2 separate regions of the Zea mays genome follow, and region 2 is linked to region 1. Evidence: chromatin contacts called from public Hi-C data. All regions are on one chromosome and are shown on one strand. The core of a region is the stretch at or near the end of the contact, and the rest is flanking DNA. Distances in the headings are between cores, read along the strand shown. Region 1 holds the start of LOC103647950 (WEB family protein At3g02930, chloroplastic). Region 2 holds the start of LOC100383342 (D-alanine--D-alanine ligase family).

Region 1 (3,379 bases), core at 209-2,708:
AGTGTTTCGATCTTGTGGTTGGTTGGATGGACCTTGGTTGTTAGGCTGAGAGGTGGGAGTTGATATAGGAGCGTGGCTACTGGCTAGCTAGCTAGAGGTACGTGGAAGGGAAACCGCGTTGGGGAGACTATAGTGGAGCTGGGGCTGGAGCTGGAGCCTCGGGTCAACGACTGCATGCATGCTCGGCGCGTCTTTTCTGCAGCAAGACAAAGGCATGCGGTGAGGTTGACTGCCAGAGCCAACTACTGTGGTAACGACCCGACCCGACCGTACGTCTCTGGGCAACGTAGGTGCAGCGAGACGACAGGCAGCAGGCATCACAACACCAGTTCACTTCACTTCAACGCCGGCCGGGAAGAGGTGAGCTGGGCGGGGGTTTTACCGGTGTCGCCGACGACGCTAGATATAACAATTAATAAACACAAGTCATATTCGCTGCCCTGACCTGGTCCTGCTCGTGCTCCTGCTGCCCCTGGAGCACAAGTCCACCAAACCTGCTGCGAGGAGCACATGCATGACGAGTTGACGACGGATCGCTGTGCACGAGGACAGACACAGACGACAAGTGAACAGCTTTGGCGCGTTGAAAAACAGAGGAACCCACCCACCGTACCAGGCAATTCAGCAGCAGCCAAACCACTAATAAAATGCCTTGCGCGGAACATCCCTATCCTATCCTATCCTCCTGCATAGTACTAGCAGGTCAATGCCTTGCGCTGGCGGCTGGGCCCATCTCCTCCTCCCTGCAGTCAGAAGCCAGGGCTAGCTAGTAGTAGACGGCTTTTGAATTTCAGATTCCAGCTCGATGTGTGTGCCCAGCTGCCATACTCTCATGCCCTCATGCATTATTATAGTATTAATTACTATTGCCATACTCCTTACTATACTAATAGTAATATATCAGTACGCCCGGCCGCAGCATGGATCGGAGGACGGCAAGCTTGGCAAACAGTCAGCATTATCATGTCATGGCTTTTGACTTTCTGTGTTCTGGCGGACCTGCCTGCCTGTCCGTTTCCCGGTGGTCAGGTCAGATCAGATCAGACCATTGTTTTTTAACAGCCAGAACCAGACAGAACTGCTTTCATGCATGCCCGGCTCCCCATCAGCTTGGCCAAATGCATGTCAGCGCGCGAGTTCAATTTCTACTCAATCCCACATTCCCACCCTTCTACCTTCGCCGGTTGCAACTCTTTATTTACATGGCAAAAAAGAAAGAAGAAACCTTCCTCCTTCCTATTCAGTCAGTGGTCCCATCATGCATTTGTGCAACCCATCCAGTTCTGGCGTTGAGATTCCGACTCAGAAAAACTATGAGGCCCAAAAAAAAACAAATTAAATGACGACGGCGGCCCATTCAAATTTAAACGGGCCGGCCCATTCCAGAATACGAAGCCCACCTGAACCCCGCTCCCCACGGGCCCACCAACCCCGCTTTCGCCGCTCCCATTTCAAAATGGACCGCTCCGCTTCCTTTCCTTTCTTACCAAAGCAAACCAGCAGAGCCAGCAGAGGGCCAGGGCAGCTAGTAGCTGTTAATCGCAATTAGTGCGCGCTAATCAAATGCTCATCTGTCCTCCCGACCGTTGCTACCCCATATCCCCCCCACACCGCCGGCTCCACTCCACTCCGATCGACTCGCCTGAGATTCTCGCAGGTTTGCGCTCCACCCTTCCTCCTCCTCTTCCACTCGATCCGGCAATCCAGTTATCTCCGGGGTTTAGTTTCGGTACGAGTTGCTGCGGAGAGGTTTCGGATTCCGCGTCAGGTTTCGGGCGATCGACGCGCTGCGGCGTGCAGGACCGGAAGGGCGTCCGTGGGTCGGCGGCGCCTCCGGGGTCGACAGGGAGAGTGCGGATTTCCGTTGGTTATTGATTCAGGGTCTTGGGTTTCGGGCCGATTCGGTGCCCCTGGGATCGAGGATTGGAGTGCTGTTGCCTTTTTCGGGTGCTCTGGTGGCCTTGCGTGTAGCCTGTTCGACTGATTTTTAGGTTGGGAGTTCAGTTCCTTGCCACCAAGGACACAAGCTGTTAATATTTTTGTTTACTTCCGTGATAGATTCGTGAACAAAGGATCTGCTATTCAGCTAAATGCAAATTACTACCTAATGTGTCTCATGCTTCATTCTGCTGACTCCTGACTGGCTTCAATATGCAACCCATGCAGGGACTAGTTTGTGGCGGAATCTCAAACCCAGGAACCTGTGAATCCTCGACACTTGTGAAACATGAGAAGGTTCTTTTTCTTCGGGTCCCCTGCTGCAAACGCTGGTGAGGGAGCCGGGCAACCGGTCAATGATAGCAGGACTGGACATAGAAAGACAGATGAGGGAAAGGACATCTCCACCGCGAGATTGTCGAGATCCAGAAGCCGTCGTCAGAAGCGGAATAAGGAGGAACCGGCTAACCCCAAACAACTCAGGAGGTCCATGTCCTTCTCATCCCCGGCCAGAAGCAGCTGTGTGGAGGAACGATGCTTTAGCTTCTCGGGTGATGTTCCGTGCTCTTTGTACGATGAATCTGATGCACCCCACCATGCCAAAGATGTCGCGTAAGTGGTCATATTACCTGATAAATTACTGTCCACACTACTTATGATACAAGTTGTTTACCATTGACTGAAATGATAGTATTGGCTATTGGCCAACGTGTTACCTGTTTGCCATTTGGTTCATGTTACTAGAATCTAGAAACGCGTCTACAAATAAGATATAAAATAGCAAATACACCGTGATATGGTATGTGAAACCAATGTCTATAGAAAATAGATGTTTTATGTTTTTTCGTTAGATAGATGACACCATGATGCAATGGAGATGATACAAGTAGTTCAGTTTAGATCCACCCTTGTTTAGTTCCTCTTTACCACTATTGTTTCCGTGGCCACTCTTTTTTTAGGGGTTTTAAGGCTTTATGGGTTTGTTTGGTTTAGCTTTTTTTCTGAGTAGCTTTTCTGAGAATCTGCCTGTGCCGTGGGGAGAATCTGGTTGTGGAGAGAATCTAAATATCGTGAGATTACGTGCAGAAGAAGATAAAAAGAATTCATAGGGTTTATGACGTAGAAAGTGACGTCGCAACGACTCGGACGATTCTGTGTTCACATTAATTTTGGACGGTTTTGACTAAAGTGATTCTCAAAGAAGTGGATTGAAAAGCTAGGTGTTTGGCAGTCCGCAACAACTTCTGGTAGATAGAAGCTGAAACAAACAGAGCCCATGTGTTGTAGCTCATTTTTTCAGCATGTCATTTGAAAAATGATTTTAACAGTATATCTTAACTTTCAGTCCCGACATGTGGTCTCCAGAAGGGAATCCGTTCTCTAGAGAATATGCAATAAGAACCCCGAAAGATCATTCTGCCATGGAAAATGATTCTCCTCG
Region 2 (3,260 bases), core at 313-2,812, 330 kb after region 1:
CGGCCACCAGCATATCTGATGAGAGGGCGCCAAGTCCAGGCTGCTGCAGCCCCCTCCTGGAGCAAGGCGGCGCAGAGACAGCCCCACGGCGCGCATAAACCGCAAGGCATTCCCGCGGCCGACCAGGATGCGATTCCTGCACCAGATCAGCAGCCACCATTGTGGCCTCAGTATCAGCCATCAACATGGCCTCAGAAGGAGATCCACCACCGCACACACCATCATCAGATACCCCTCCAACCACAGAAAACGCAGCAGGCAATTTGTCCACCAACACACCATCTAGTGAGCCACCATTCACAACCTTCATGGGACAATCAGTAGGAGATTCAGCCACCATGTCAATAGAAATGCCATCAGCTGCTCCTTCCAAGTATTCGCCATCTTCCTCCGCGAGAACTTTGTCAACACAAAAGTCAAGCGACATATCCACGACTATATCCATAATTTCATTTGCCATTTTCCTGATCTTTTCCTCCGTATCTACTCCATGCTCAAGTGCCAAAACAGGGGCTGCAGAGGTGCCACCAGGGGCAGCCCCACCCATTCCCATAGAAGTGTCACTTCCATTTTGGCAGCGAGAGAGGTCCTTCTTAGAGCGCTTCCCCTCTCTGTCCAAGCTACTGCTATCATTGGGATCATCTTCATCCATGTTCTCATTGTCGCCATCATTTCCATCCCCAAAATTCTGGTTTACTTCATCACCGTTTTCATCAAAACCCACTGATTCGACCTCGAATCTTAATTCAAAGTAGTGGTCGCCGATAACAGCATCCAACTTTGTCGGCAACAACTTGGGATCCAACACAGCAACCAACACCCGGCCAAAATTGTTCTTGCGAGTAGTTTCCATATCAACCGTTTGTGTAGACCCAAGCATAGACCTAATGGCCCAGAGATTCAAAAATTCTCTCAATTTCTTCCTGATTCCGGTGACCCGAATCCAAACCTTAGGTAACAGAAAACCTTCCTCCTCCTCATGCCATTCCTGAAATTGCATCCTTGTCCCCATGGGCACATTTTTATCCCGGACATCCGCACCCCCAAAGGCAATGACCCTCTGTAGCTCATTCTTAGATGGAAACGTGACAATGAAAGAGTTCTGCTCATGAACAACAGGTTCCCAATTCCACTTACTTGAAACAACACGTTGCAATTGCGCCACCAACTGATCACCCGAAAGAGTACTACCAACAACCGTAACAAGGGCTGTTTTGGAATCCTTTTTCCTGAGAGTGGCGGATGAGGTATATGATAGAAACCCAAGCCAGACATCTATTGTTAGCTTTTAACACTCATCTTTGAATTTGTTATGCTAAAGTTTAGTTAAAAGTATAGTGACAAACTTTAGCATGCACCATAGATGTAAAGTTCAAGCAATAAACATAGGGGGCATCGTAATCATAATAAGCCGACGTACTACAGGCAATTGCCGCCCCGGAACTAAAATATGAGACGGCCGTCCAAATTATTATTATTAACAACAATATGAGACTGGACGGGATGACACAAATAACGTTGATCATGAAATGCCTCTTTGGCATTGCACCATCGCCAGCCAGGGGAAGACGACGAGCCGGCGCCGGCCGCTTCCTCCGCTACAAAAAGGGATATGGGCCTGGGCGTTGCCACGCCTTCCGCACTTCACATCGCTCTCCCGCTTTCCCACTCCCGCGTCGGCTCCCAGCACCAGCTACTCCTCCACGGTGCACGGCCGCATCAGCACGATCGCTGCCTAGCCTGCCTGCCTGCCCTGCTCCCCCACCATGCTGCTCTCGCGTCCCCAAACCCTGCCCCTGCCCCGGGCCCGGCTCTCTTCCCCGACCCTTCGCCACCTCCGCGCCCTCGCCGCGCCGCTCCGCGCGCTCGTCTCGTCCCCGCCACTAGGGTTCACGTCCGCGGCGCGAGGCCCCGCTCCGCTCCGCGCGGCGGTGTCCGAGTCCGATCGCGAGCAGCGGGAGGCTGGGGTGGAGGCGGGGGAGCAGGGGAGGCCGCTCCGCGTCGGCCTCGTCTGCGGCGGGCCCTCCGGCGAGAGGGGCGTCTCCCTCAACTCCGCGCGCTCGGTGCTGGATCACATCCAGGTATGCGGTCCGCACTCACGCGTCTGTTTCGCCTCGCTTGTTGAGTTCAAATACTGATACCGTTGCCGTTCGTGGCGCGGAGACGCGCGGGTTTGAGAAGACATAGCGACGCGTTACTGGGAGTTGGATTCGAGCTGCTGCCGCTTTGACTTTTGAGCTACACTTTCTGTGAGACTAGTGCCGTTGCTTATTGCTTTGATGATTCGGGTCAGCGCCGCCCGCCCAGGGGCCAAGGGGTCACTGACTACTGCGATGACCAGACCACTCTTTTTTTAACAGAGTAGAACCCCATTTCTATTAAGAATAATTAGATCTATACCATTAAAATATTACAATTTTAGATATATAACATTGGCTTCACATATCATTCACTCATGTGGATCCCACATATAAATGAGATATCAATGATATATATCAAAAGTTGTAATACATATCCAAATTTCCCGTTCTATTAATTTGCATAACAGAAATGCATACATTTGAGTTTTAGAGAGAGCTACAGAGCTCACTCATCATTTCTGCTAGGAACTAGTAGTGCTTCGAACTTGATGCCGACTGTACTGTGTAGTGTGCACCGAAACCATTCGCGCCTGTGTGCTGCCTCGTCACTCGCGTTCGTATTCCCTTTCATGGTCCAATGCAGGGAGAGGATTTGGTCGTCTGCTGCTACTACATTGACTGTGCTATGAAGGCCTTCGCGATATCTCCTGCGCAGGTGACGTCACGTGCTCGGATTCTCTTGGCTGTTAATAATAATAATAATAATAATAATGCTATAACCAGAATATACTCTGGTGAGTGGTGGTTGTGCTGTCTGTGTCATTTTTTAATTGAGTTGGTCACACACTATTTTTTTATAGCAACTCTCCCTAGTTGCTTGTCTGTTAGTGTTATTTATAGAGACCCCCTGATCGAGGAACCAAGCTCTGCTCAGCTTAGCAACAGAATTTTCTCAATTTTTGTTAGTTTTAGAAAACCCTGTGGTCAGCTCAAACTTTTTCTTTTGCGATTCCAAGGTGCTCAGCTTATATGGATTTCTGCACCTTCACTGGGGATAGTTACATTTATTCGAGCAACTTCAATATACTGTAATAAGATAAAGGTTCCCTTGGTTGAATTTGGTTAACAATTGCATGTTCTGTTTTGCTGAAGCTAGTACCTAAATGACAAAGCCTTTTA

Evidence for each region. Hi-C and Micro-C count contacts between places; a contact is called where the count stands out from the background.
Region 2: a Hi-C map of leaf shows a contact between it and region 1, with 4 times the contacts expected there. The contact joins the promoter of LOC100383342 here to the promoter of LOC103647950 in region 1. A contact is called at or near these places in 2 of 25 Hi-C or Micro-C datasets (ear and leaf).

Annotation. Positions count from the first base shown.
Region 1 is chr2:224,456,639-224,460,017 of Zm-B73-REFERENCE-NAM-5.0, forward strand. It overlaps LOC103647950 (WEB family protein At3g02930, chloroplastic), which reads left to right and starts at 1,459. Exons shown (of 8, transcript XR_004856495.1): 1 at 1,459-1,657; 2 at 2,167-2,550; 3 at 3,284-3,379. It also overlaps the pseudogene LOC100283271.
Region 2 is chr2:224,782,652-224,785,911 of Zm-B73-REFERENCE-NAM-5.0, forward strand. LOC100383342 (D-alanine--D-alanine ligase family) reads left to right here and starts at 1,563. Exons shown (of 24, transcript XM_008672460.3): 1 at 1,563-2,081; 2 at 2,725-2,796. The coding sequence starts at 1,767.